2 separate regions of the Columba livia genome follow, and region 1 is linked to region 2. The links are chromatin contacts, called in public Hi-C maps. All regions are on one chromosome and are shown on one strand. The core of a region is the stretch at or near the end of the contact, and the rest is flanking DNA. Distances in the headings are between cores, read along the strand shown.

Region 1 (6,647 bases), core at 2,104-4,603, 47 kb after region 2:
CACTGCCTTAGAAAGGAAACTTGCTGGCTAGAAGAGTCCATTTCCTCAAATAGATTAATGATTTGTTTATTACAAGTTAAGTCACGAGGGAATCCTTAACAGGCTTCGTCTGCTTTCTGGGTAAGAAATGGCTTCACCTATTCATGCACCAGAAGCATTAACATTTTTAAGAATTTGATAGGAAATAATCTACTAGGATAAAATTCAAGTTAACACACCAATTAAATCAGAGTTCACATAAATTTGCGGGAGAGGAAGGAAATAAGATCTTGCTCCAAAGGGAATATGAGGGAAAGTTTGGATGTGTCCCTAGATCTTCATTCTCTTCCACAAAGACAAGCCTAACGAAGTAGGGTCTGTATAAAAAACAGACTCCCAGATAGATCTCTGAGCAAGCACCTTGCTAGCTGGGTAATAAGAAAAGAGAGAAACCCCTAATTTTTTTGGTAGACTTTATTTTAGGAAATGCAGGTGGTTTTATTTTAAATCATTGTCATGTGGTATACTATATAAATACATTTATTAAAGTTAATTACAAACCAAGGTGACTGGCAAATACTAAGGCCTTCCATTCCTAATGGTGCTGTAATACCTTAAAACTGTAGTACTGCCCAGGATCACAGAATATTTCCTAGGCATATCCAAAGAGTAAGAGCACTAATCCAGGAAGCCATGCTTGGCAGACTGAATATTGGTAAAGCTTCTGTGAAAAAGAGAAGCCTTGTGATTATTAACATTAGAAGCCTTGTGATTATTAACATTAGCAGTCTTGTGATTATTAACATTAGCCAGAGGCTCCCTGCATATAATAAGATGGTGGGGAAAGTATGTGAACCCTGAGGATTTCCCATGGAGTCTCTCATGATAGCATTTGAGTTAAATTGCTCTGTGGATGTAGCTGCTTCAAATAACTGTGTAAGCAGCAAGTTGAGGGCCATTGCAGTACGTTAATGTTCAGCTTTCGTTTATTGTTAAATCCTGTATTACTTGCTCAAGTAATACAGATTTTTCTTCGAAAGAAATTGGATTAAATTCTTTATTGTATTTATAAAGGTGCACATTATACTGAGTATCTTGAAGAATTCAGATTCTTCTCTGTAGTTTTACATTCTCATTAGTCTCATATTTTCATTCATTGTATATCCAGAATTCCTGGATGCTTCAGCACTTGTAACCACCCTTAGGTTTTTCTGAGTTATACTTAGTATGTACTAAGCTCCAAGTTGTCACAGAACTGAACGTGAGGTAAGAAAGTATTATAAAACCATATTTACCTTTTGACACCATCAGTGACAAACACTGTACTTGTATAATCAGCAGTTGATTTTTATCTAATACACAAATCATGCATCACTAGAATTAACAACACTCAATGTTGATATAGCTGGATAGAAAACTTAAATATTAACACGCAGCAATAAATCAGCATAACTTTTACTTCTTGGGCATTAAGAGACATCAAAGTTTTGGCACTGGCATACAAAAATGGATAACGTGTGAACTGCAGAATGGAAAGCTATGTGTGAATGGAAAAGCTGTACTCTAAATAACACATCAGTATGATTTATGTTCTACCTCTGCTGCTTTTCTGCATCTGCCCCTGGTCTTTAGAATATTCTTTTGGTTCTGCACACCCACTGAATGCCAAGTCAGTGCATGCTACACCTTTTCTGTTACTATTCTGGTTTATGTGGCCTAGGTTTTCATGGGAATTGCCTCTTCTGAGGCTTACCTGCGAATTCTCTGTTTAACAGGTATCTGTAAAAGGCTGAAATGACCTTCCATTTTAGCATTTAGCAAAACCTGGGCAAAAAGAGTGCTTCAAAATAACTAAATAGTTTGGTGCTGGAATAAAGCACCTGCTCTCACAGATGACAAAGATCTCATGTACTAAGTGAAAAATACATTCCCTAATGAACATATGCTAGGAACTCTTTGGATCCAGACATAACAGGAATGAAACATTTAGATCCCTGCCTGCCATATGGGAAACCCACATTTCACCATTACTCCCAGTCTGTCATTCCAAGGGTTGGCATAGAGCACTGGATGAAGTAATGACTTGAAATTATTCAGCAAAATGTTTAAATATTTGTTCTGTAGTCCCCTCTCACGTTGCCTTTCCGTTGCGTGCCCGTAATCTAGCTGAACTTGTGCAAACCACTGAACTGAAGAGGGAGGTGATGCAGAAAGCGCGGCCATCTGGGCCTGCCTGAATAGGAAGAGAAGAAAACAGCCTCACTGTGAGAGCCGCTGGCTGTATTGCAGCCAGGATTGCTTTTACAGGAGTGCCAAATCTTACTAATTTATTTTCAGATTCATCCTTCAGAGTGACTCTGGCAGTGATATTATTCAAAAAGCAGTTGCAGACTGTTCTTGAATCTTAAAGCACAAGCCTCTCTACATTCTGCAGAGTTTTAATACCTTGTGAGCACCTAACATTTGGTTTCCAGATACAGAACTTTCCTTACGAGTAAGCCCTGCCAAAAGAACTTCTTCTTACAGTAGTATTTTTGTGACCAGTCTGTTCATGAAAGCAGCCTTCTTTGGTAAGTATACTGAATGCCAAAAGCCATTACATGTTATGTTCATCTCCTCACTACCTTTATCTCTACACCATGGCATAATCTCTTTGCCCAAAGTCTCACTGCCAAAAAGCATCCTAACAGGAGACCTGGCTTTTGACTTTGACTCTGCTAAACACATTGCATTAAAGGAGGTCATGACCACATCATAAACACATGAAGACAGAGCAAAAAATCAAACTTGACATAAGAAAGGACAATTTTACTTGAAATGAAAAGTGTTCCCACTAATTTCAACTGGACTGGGACTTCTGGCAGTATGTGAAGCATTGATGATCCTGTGATGAAGGAAAAATTGATATTTTTTTTTTTCCCTGCTTTGTGAGACTGATGTTCCTAGTCTATGTTAATGAGGGCCCAGGCAAACGCTCCCTCTTTATTTTGGAGGAAGTACTCTTTTTTTAGACTGTAACAGGCCTTCAGCTGTTTTTAATACCCTGTCCAGTAAATGACAGGAGCCTGTTTGCAATCAATGAGACACGTTATTTATTTACTGACCTCTTCATAATTGTCCCCAGACAGGTTCCCAGAAGTTTCTGGCAGACATGAGCGCCGAGGTGAATTCGGAGGTGACTCTGGGCTGCACCAGCCCCGCTCCCGTCCCTCACGGGCAGAGGGCGGGAAAAGCGACCGAGACAGCCCCGACGGTTCGACGCCGCTGAGGGGAGGGGGCGGAGCCATGAGAGCCCCCGCCCCGTCGTGTTTGACAGGGCGGGGCGTCTCCTGGCTCCGCCCCCTCCCCCTCAGCCCTGCCTCGCTCCCTCAGAGCGGCTGCGACCCACCCCTTCAAGCAGCGGGTGGCGGAGCGGGCGGGTTCCTGCGTCCGCGGGGGCGGCAGCTGCCCGCGCGTTTTGCCCGCTGACAGCTGCTGTCGCCCGGTGCCCGCCCTCCCTCAGGCACCGGCGGCCGCCGCCGCGCTCGCTCTCTCTTCCCTCTCTGCCGCCGCCCGTGTGCCGTGCCAAGCCGGCGGCACGGCTGCAGCGGCAGGCGGGGAAGCGATCCTTCCTCGCTCCGCCTCCCATCGCCCCCCGCTGCGGGGATGTGTGATTGCCATGGCGAGGCGGCTCTTTCCGGGGGCCTGGCTCAGGAAACCCCACTACGCGCAGGTAGGCCGGCAGCGGGCCGTCCCCCGCGGCGGGCGAGCTAGGCAGGCCGGTGCCAGCACCCTTCCCTCCCCGCTCTCCCCCTCCGCAAAGTTACCTCAGGAGCGGGCGCCCCCCGCAGGGCTCGCCGCTTCTCCCGGCCGGGCGCGGGCGCCGTTCCCTCCCGCCGGCGCCTGGCGGCGGACGGGGCTCGGCTGCGCTGCTGCTCGGCGGCTTGGCGGGTCGCGGCACCGGGGATGGGGCACTTGCCGCGGCCGCCGAGCTCCTTGGCAGCGGGTCTTGGGGCACGGGAGCAGGTGTCGGGCAGCCCCGGGGACGCGGTGCTTGTTGCTGCCCACGCCGCCGGTCGGATCGGGCCTCTCTTGCCGCCCCTGGGGCGCAGCGAGCTCGGCGGAGCGGCCGGCAGGACCTGTTACGCGGAGCCCGCCCGCTGCCTCGGCCCGCGCGGGCTCGCAGGACTCGGTTGAGCAGCTGCACCCGGGTGCTGCCGGCCCGCAGGAGCCCTCGTGCTTTTCTCCACATGTCCCTCCTTACAGCCATCGCCAGTGCTGTGGGCATCCCTCCAGTCAGAGGGTGGACCAGAGCTGGCAGGAGCAGACTCGCCTTTTCACGTAACCTAAAAGAATTAACCTCGGGCACTTTTCGTTTGCCGTCCGGTAGTTAGTTGCTCCATGCGTTTGTTTGTGCGTTGGTAGGAACACTTCTGTATTTACATGTAGAGGTACATGTTTGTATTACTTAAGCGATGTGCGTGAGGATGTTTTGGTTGAAAGTACGGTGGCTGTCATGTAGCAGGAAGTTCCACTGTGAAATGCCAGTACATCATAACCTTATGGTACATGGAGGGTTATTCTCTAGGGTTCCTTTTTATCTGTTACATTATGTTTTAATTAAATTGTAACTAAAAAGGAGTATTTGTTGAGTTGGAAGAGATAAATATTTCATTTTATTATATATGCTATTTATATATTCATCATCTGTTGATATCTTATTAAATGCTTTGAGATTTTTGGGTTAAAAAATGTAAACTTAATCCTGATGCGTTTTAAGGTCTCAGATGTTTTAATTCCTCCTTGTCTGGAACTTTTCCAATCTTACTGTCTTTTTGGAAGTACCTGAAATGGGATGTGCACTTCTTAAGTGTATAATCTTACCCTCTTAAATATTTATTTTCTGGTATGTATCTGCAAACCTAGGTCAGTATCACTCGATTTTTAGACCAGAAAAGATTGCTCTTAAGCTATTCACTGAAGTAGACGCGTGTACAGCATTGGGATTACCATAGGAGAAAACCTCTGATACAAATTAAAGTGAATTCATGATCTATATGCTACCTTCCAAATTAGGATTCTCAGACTTGTCTGCATCCTTTGCATTGGTAGGTCTCTTACTGATCACTATATGGTGATGTCTGATAGCATTTTTTTCCATTCTTCTTCTCAACTTTTACTTGAAGGCCTTTAAAGCAAAACATGTTATTTTAAAATCTGCTGAGAAACAGGAGGACAGCAAGATCATTTATTAGAAAAGCCAAAGAAGTTAAATATTAGTTCCTATAGCAGATTAAAAACTATTTCTAACTATGCTTTCTTGTACTGGAAACTGCATTTAAGTATCCTACCAGATTTGGTGTAGGAGGTCCAATAGTGGCTTTGTGAACACTAACATATTTTTGTGTGTTAGGCAGTGAATCTGTGTTGATATTTGATGCATCTATAGAATGGTAGCAAGCTATCAATATATTGGCTTGTCACTGCATGTTGCTGTTGGTACGTGACAAATGTAGTTGTGGTTTAACTACAGGGTGTTTCAAATAAATTGACCCAGTTTGAAATCACTGTAGCTTTGAAATTGAGTCCATATTTTTGTAACACCCCTTATATGAATTGCTGAGTGCTTTATTGAGATTTGTCTCCAAATAAGCCAATGCTCTCTAAGTGCTAGACTTTAACTCACTGAAATGTAGCTACGAGCAGGATGGAAAGATTTGTGTCATATTGCTGTCCAGTATTTCAAGTAGCACAACAAGGGAAGACAGTTGTGCAGCGGAATGTATGCTGAGTGACTTCCAAATGTGTTGCAGACTTTTAGGAAACTTTGTTGTGAAGTGAGTTGATAGAACATCAAGGTTCTGCAAGACAGAACTTAATACCTGCTCTAGCTTTCCTGCTGTAGGAGGAGCAGGATGCTCTGCATTGGTTTGCAACTGGTACTCTATGGCAAATGTTCTATTATTTTACATGTTCTTTATGCAGAATGATAGATCCATGGGTAATCAGTTGATCTTTCTTGCTAAGAAGGATGTGCTGTCAAGTGTCAGCTCATGTAGAAGGAGCAGGGCGAACTCTTAGATATCTTACTTTAGCTAAAAACCTAGTGGTTAGGGACCCACAGAGACAATGTTGAAGTTTTTCCACAAAACAGTAACTCTGAAATACAATTTTTTCCCATTGCTTAGACTGCAAATCATATAACAATAGTAAACCAAATAAAATAACAAAACCCTCTCAAGCCTGACAAACTTTTGAACACTACTAAATGCCACAAAAAAATCTCTAGTTGTATTTATAAGAATTTACAGTTGGGTGAATAACACTGTCGGGATTTGATTTGTGTTTTACAAGGGGGGCTGTTGTTAGCAATTGCATTGTGAGGCTGAGGGCCAGCCGACAGGATCATATGTGACAATAATCATGTAAAGAACACCTGCATGCTTGGAAGCTTTGTGGCCTCTAGAGATTCTGGATCAAGTTTGCAGACTCTTTAGAGATGTCCCATTGACTTCAGTAATGTACAAGAGACTGTCTTTGAAGGGCAAAAGAATAAACAAATTTTAAAGCCCTGCATAACAGAAACTTCCCAAATCACGTCTTTCCTCTAAGATTTTAATACTTTTTTTTCCCCTTAATCTTTTAAGGGGAAACATCCTGTTTTCCATTTTAGTAATTATCTTATTTCA
Region 2 (6,373 bases), core at 903-3,402:
AAAGTAGAACTTAACATTTGGTATGACCATAATATAATGGGAGAGGGGAAGCAATAAACTACCACAGTAAAGAAAAAAAATGAAAACATGACCTTTCAGATTGTTTTGAACAGGCAGTAGACATCAGGTTTTCAATTCATGGTGGGCTTTTTAGTTATTTTGGGGGTTTTCTTAACATGAACAGAAGGACTTGCCCCCAAGCTCTTCCATTTTTGCAAGTGCTACTAACTGTTTTTTTGTACTTGTAGCATTTGTTAATGACTAACTTCTGCAAAGTGCACAGGATGCTTGGTGCATATGCAAGGTAATGTTAATACCGCCTTTTTTTCATGTTCACATAAGACTTCAAATGGTAACTTAGACATTGGTTTATTTGTTAAACATTGAGTGAATTGGCATATGTGCCTAAGTGTTTACAGGGGTGGTCTGTAGTTACTGTCATTTATCCTCAAAGTTACATGATCTTAAAAATCCTCAGCTTTTGTTGTATGGCATCATGGAGAAACACTGGGCTAACATGTAAGAACAAAATGACAACTCTCTTTATATATGGATGACTAACATTAGCACTTTAAATAAGCACAGTCAATGTGATAGAGTCAGCGTTGAAAAGAATTGGAGAAAATAGGTGCAATTCCTGTTCATAAATCTTTCTGTCCTGTAGTTGAACAGCCCTATTTTCCTTTTTGACTGTCACATGAGATTCAAGAGACAGTGACCATATGATACACAAATGCACACAGACCTTGAATTATGCTTTGCAAACTTTTAGTTACTGTAACCTCATGTAATAGATAATTTTCCAATAACTGATTTCCATATTATTCTTTCCCTTTCTTAAAGGGGGGGTGTCACAGTATGTGAAAACATTATCAGCACATTAATTTTTGTAAGCTCAAAATCCCTCTTATTTGCCAACTTATTTTTTGTTTTTGTCTACTACATCAATGACTAACGTAGCAGTTAATAGGGTGACTTACACAGGCATGAAAAACCAAAGCTGTTCACCTAAACTTTCCCTTTTTGCTGTCCCTCGTAAGTCTTTGAGCTGTGCAAGTACAGTGCAGTATTTTCCTGTCTGGCTCTTTATATGAGTAAGGCATGAATTACATGAACAATAAATACAAGCTTCAAATTTTAAGCTCAACTGAGTATGTAATATCACTTAACTAAGCAAAGCTTATCCTCAGATCAGCAATTTGTGATTTCTAGACAAAGTGGCTTTTAAGAGTGTAGTGAGGCTATTTTTGCCAAGAGAACTTTTGCCAAAACCCCAGTGTGCAAGAATTAACTTTTTTTACTAGTTCAAAGTTAGTCATTTTTACAATGTGCCAAGTCACTGACATTTCCTGTATAAATGTGTTAAACTACATTTTGTCACATTACAAAAAAAAAAATACTTGCTTTAAAAAAAAAACCACACTTTTTTTAAAAAAAGTATATGTATTAGTGTTCTGCCAGTCATTGGGTCATCTGGGTATGAACAGCAGAATTACAGCTTTGAGACTTTCTGTGATTAAAAATGATTTTTCGGAGATAAAACAGGGTCAATAGCTGCATGAAGAAACACTTTGTTCAAGTGAAGCAGATGCTAGCAAGTGCTACAGTACATAGCAACAGCACTTCAGCTTTAACTTCAGACAATGGGACATAGCAATAATATTTCTAAATAGTTTTTATAAGCGGAAGTGTTATTCCTCACAGAATTTGTTAAAGAGGGCTCTGAATGCTCAAAGGCAGTTGAGCTACCTTTTTTTTTTTTCTCTTCAGCAAAGCTTTGTCCAAAGTAAGATTGTTTCTCTTTACGGTTCTGGGTATTTTTCCACATGCTGCTTTCAATACTGAAATGCCTGGAACTAGAAAGCTTATGTCTGTGATCAGGACAAGTCTAGGAAAAGTCAATTCTTCCTGCTAGAGCGGCAAATAATATTTTTCTGCCATTTCCCTGGACATCTCCCAGTACCAATATACCACATATCTACATGAGGGCAATAAGCCAAAGCTTACCGAAGTCTACTTGCAAGGTTTTGATCAGGTTCCTTCAGGACAGGCAAATAAGATTCTTAGGGCTGCGCCCTATTCGCTAGAAGAAAGAGGAGAGCGATCTTCCCTTGCACCACCATGAGCGTGATGCCACAAACCATCTGCAAAATGCTGAACCAGCTCTGTGAAGCTGCCACTAAGACATCTACCTCTCACAGCAAAGCAACTAGATTGCAGCTTAGACCTCCAGTAGGTGAGCTCTGCCAAGTCTTGCAAGGGCACCTCAGGGGATTCGGTTCCCCAGCTGCTCTGCTGGCCCCCTGACTGCGGTTATAAATCCGGTGGCGAAACAGCCTGGGGTATTAGCTTAAGCTGCTAATGAATGCAGACTTCTGATCAAAGACACAAGACTGAACTGCAGCGGTTTCTCGGATTACACATAGCAGGCTCTGCTAGAAGCAAAATAACAAAACAATTGGCAGCGGAGTTCATCTGGAAGAAATTATTATTTTGCAACCAAGAGCTCTGTATTTTCTCCCCATTCAAGGTTCTTTACAGAAAATGAAATGGAATAACTAGAAGGCTAACTGTGCTTTGACTTTGGCAGCTGGAATATGTTTATAAAAGGTGAACAATTTGGCATTTCAACTTGCAGTTAAATAAAATTACATTAGGATTTTGAAGAGTAGATTGTTTTTGATTGTATAAAATTTACAGAGGAGAATATACTTTTTTCTTAATGGACTTTTTATTCAAAATTGAATGTTTTAAGACTTGCAGGTGTTGAATAAAATTATGCAAAACTGAAATTTTCAATAAATAAAGTTCAAACCTGTGTTTGTGTTTATTTTATAACAAAGGAAGAATGTTTTGTCTATGAATGCTGCAAAAGATCAAGGATACTAAGCTAACACACACTTATAGTAATGCAGCTTTTAAATTTCTTCCTCACGCAGCATTCAAATCCTGTTCTTACTGTAACCCAAAAATCAACTTTATCAGTGCAAATAACTGAAGATTTACATAGGTGTCAGATCAGAATGACACCAACCTCCAATCTTTGTAACAGAAAATACACTTAGTTTTGCAGTTACCAGATGCATGGCAGGTACAAACCTTACTTTTTCCCCCCAATATTTGCACCTTAATACTTCTATTCCATATGGCACCTGCAGCTTATTAAGCAGAACAGCATAGCTCCCAGTTAGGCAGACCATAAGATTAGGAACAGTTCCAGAAGGGATAGCAGGTACTGTCTTGAACAGAATTATTGTGGCGGTCAATAATATTACTGAGACTTGTAGAGTTCTGCATTCAAAACAAGAGACAGTAAGACTCTCAGGCCAGCCTAAATCAAGATAGTTTGGTATTCAATCAGCACCTGTAACTTTGGGAAACTGTTTGTCTAGGTGAGTGTTACTTGTTAGTAACTAAAAGTCCAAAGTTTCTCACCTCAAAAAAACCACAAAAGTAAAGTATCCCAAGGAACAGATTAAGGGAATTTGTAAACTTGTCATACCACAGAAGGACAGCAGCAAGTAATGACTGAGCTCCAAAAACACTTCACTGCTCTAACCCAGTGGGCATCTGTCCTCACAAACTCTTTCTAGAAAGGATTTTACAGAAGTTACTTTATCCGCTGATGTTTGCTGCTGAAAAATAAATTTGTAAAACTCTTCTCATAGTTTCATGCGACTTACGTACCACTGTTAGTTGGAAATGCACAAACATGTATACAAGTTAGAATAACATATCAAGACCATCTGTTGACCTGTTGAATGCTTCCAGTAATTCTTACATTTTTCTCCTCTAAAGAAGCAATTTCACAATGTATTTTCATTTCTGATTTGGTATAGCAAACACATTAAAAACATAGGGAAAAACAGAAGGAAAACAGGAAACTAGTATCACAGAATATCAAACTCTAGCAATTAAGAATGCTGTTACTATGATTACTAATATGTAATAATTTCACGTTCTTCTTAAGAGAATATGGAAGATCCTGAGACTGAAAGCTCAGAAGTTTGGAGCAGTTTTTCCAGCTTTATCGACTAATGCACATGACAAATCCAAGCTTGTTTACCATTTCATCAGACTTCTGAGAAACCTGGGCTGGCCCGGAAGCCTGCAAACTACATTGTTCCAATAATGAAACAGGAACTTCCTTCTTGTACTGTGTATGAAGTAGATAAAATAAAATACTAAGGTACAATGTTATGCTGCCAGATTGTGTAATTAATGGTAGAAGAAACAGTGGATTGACTTGAAAAGGTACACATGCAGTGAAAACTCTCCAAAGCCATTTTGGACAGACATCAGAAACACCTGCAGAAGTTCCCTTTCTTGGTCCCTCAACCGTGACAGGAGACACCATCTGCCTTACCTTCTACAGACACCACACCACAGGCACCTCGGACTGGCCCGAGCCCACGGCAGCACCTCCCGTGCCCGCGGAGCAGCACTGCCTGTTCACTCAGCTCCTTTGGCGGGTTGCAGCACCATCCCAGGAGTACAGGACCACGTGGTACGGCGGCACCACTACATTAAAAATCTTACTCCATCAGCCACAGCAGTTACAGTTTTTTCCCTTTCCTGAGTATTTTTAAAATAAATACTTATGTGGCAATCTGTCCTAAGACTCATTATCCCCAACAGTTACTTAAGGCAGCCTGGGACCAAGTAGATTGAGCTATATCTGATGCCTTTAAAAACTAACAGTTCCTGTGCCTTCCCTACAAGAACAATTCTCTTTGAGATTGTTTAATGTCAAAACTTACCAACTTTTGGCACAGGCAGGAAACATGCAGCTTTAGTTACTGCTGAGAAATGGCTTATGTTAACCCCTTCCTTTCCCATGCTTTCTCCTTGCTGCAGTAATACCCTACCACAGGAACTCACTATTTGGACAGGAGGAATGCCACCACAGACGGGAGAAAGCACCACATTCATAAATTCTTGCAGAGCAAATCAAAAGCTATATGCCTTATTTTATGATTTTGTTTTCAAAACCAACAGTTTACTTTGGGTACCTGTTGATTTTTGTCACAGATAAAGACAAATAAAATGGTAAAAAAAAAATAAAATAAAATAGTAAACACACCTAGACTGCTGAACTTTCACCAGAAGCACCTGAACAGCATCATCTTCTCTCATGCTTTCAATTGCTATAGTTAAGGACAGTTAATGAGATTTGGAACTGACCCAGCTCAGAAGTCCCTTTCTTCCCTTAGAGCATGACGAGTTTCTAGAAACAAGATATCCTCCTTCATTCTCCATCTGCTACCTGCCAAATTGGAACACAGGTGTTTAAGGAAGGGATAGAGCTGCCAAGAAGAGTTCTAAAAGCACGTATTTGTAGTCTGTATCTTTGACATTATGTTAAAGGACCTGACATTAACCATTTGATTAAGGACATTTTTCTATTATGCTGGAGGATTTCAGGGAGTGGTAAATATCAAAGTCTTAAGTTGAAAGATACATAAGACAGTCCATACCAAAAGCTTCTGTCAATTCCAGCAATCCCAGTTCCAAACAGTTACTGAGAAGACTCTTGATCACATTCTCTGGACAGGAAGAAGGCAGACCCAGACCCCAGAAGTGATGCTGCCTCTCCTGACACCATTCTTCCCCGTCACTGCTCTCCCACAAGCTGGCACCACAAGACGGGGAAGAAGTTGTTGGCTCAGGGGCCAAGCGGCTGAACAAGCAGGAGTTCTAAAGCTTCAGCACTTACCTCTGAACGACTGGGATGCAGGTAAGCACCTAGCATACCTTCGCTCATTACCACAGAAGAAAATGCACGGGAGGAAAGAAGGCAATGATCGAATTAGCAAATTATATATATATTTTACAGCCCAAAAGCTGTTTTTAATGAACATTTCATAGCCCATTTAAACTTCCTTAAAAACTAATAATTTCCATTGTAAATAAATACATCCAAGATGTTTCTCATTGTATTACTTGGACTTGTGTATTGCTACACGCAAGTACACACATTACATATATTTATATATACCTACTTTTCTGCAACAAGCCAGTCAGTCTCCCTAGCCAGCTTGTCAGAAAGGAGAGTTCTGAGTGTGGATTTTGTAAAACAAGCAGTACTTTCCCTAATAAAGGAAATCCTCCATTGTTATCTTAATCAATTCTTAGTTTTACCTTATAGTCTCACCCTTTTTAAGCTCACCTTTTCCTCCTGCTGCCACTATGAATATATCTTAACATCTTACAGCCTGAAAACCTTCCCAATCATTCATTATTTCCCTTCCCCTGAATTTCCAACCATTGCTTATCATTCTCTAGGATTTTACTATCTCAGTGCTTTTCCATCTCTGCTATCATGCAAACAATTCGTGCAGTTACAAATACTGAGTTAGAGCAAGCAAGCAAA

What was found. A called contact is a pair of places that touch in the nucleus more often than the background predicts.
Region 1: a contact with region 2 is called in a Hi-C map of liver, with 2.9 times the contacts expected there. The contact joins the promoter of EVI5 here to the enhancer-like site in region 2. A contact is called at or near these places in 2 of 2 Hi-C or Micro-C datasets (crop and liver).

The regions. Positions count from the first base shown.
Region 1 is chr8:24,426,404-24,433,050 of bColLiv1.pat.W.v2, forward strand. EVI5 (ecotropic viral integration site 5) reads left to right here and starts at 3,354. Exons shown (of 23, transcript XM_065071130.1): 1 at 3,354-3,691. The coding sequence starts at 3,638. It overlaps MTF2 (metal response element binding transcription factor 2), which reads right to left and starts at 3,245. Exons shown (of 16, transcript XM_065071156.1): 1 at 3,084-3,245.
Region 2 is chr8:24,380,714-24,387,086 of bColLiv1.pat.W.v2, forward strand. It overlaps TMED5 (transmembrane p24 trafficking protein 5), which reads left to right. Exons shown (of 4, transcript XM_065071162.1): 4 at 1-2,818. The coding sequence ends at 14. Among named protein-coding and RNA genes, the nearest start is that of TMED5, 9.2 kb to the left of the region's middle. Within about 2 kb of position 2,153, at least 2 of the 3 cell types and tissues checked have an H3K27ac peak away from gene starts, as active enhancers do.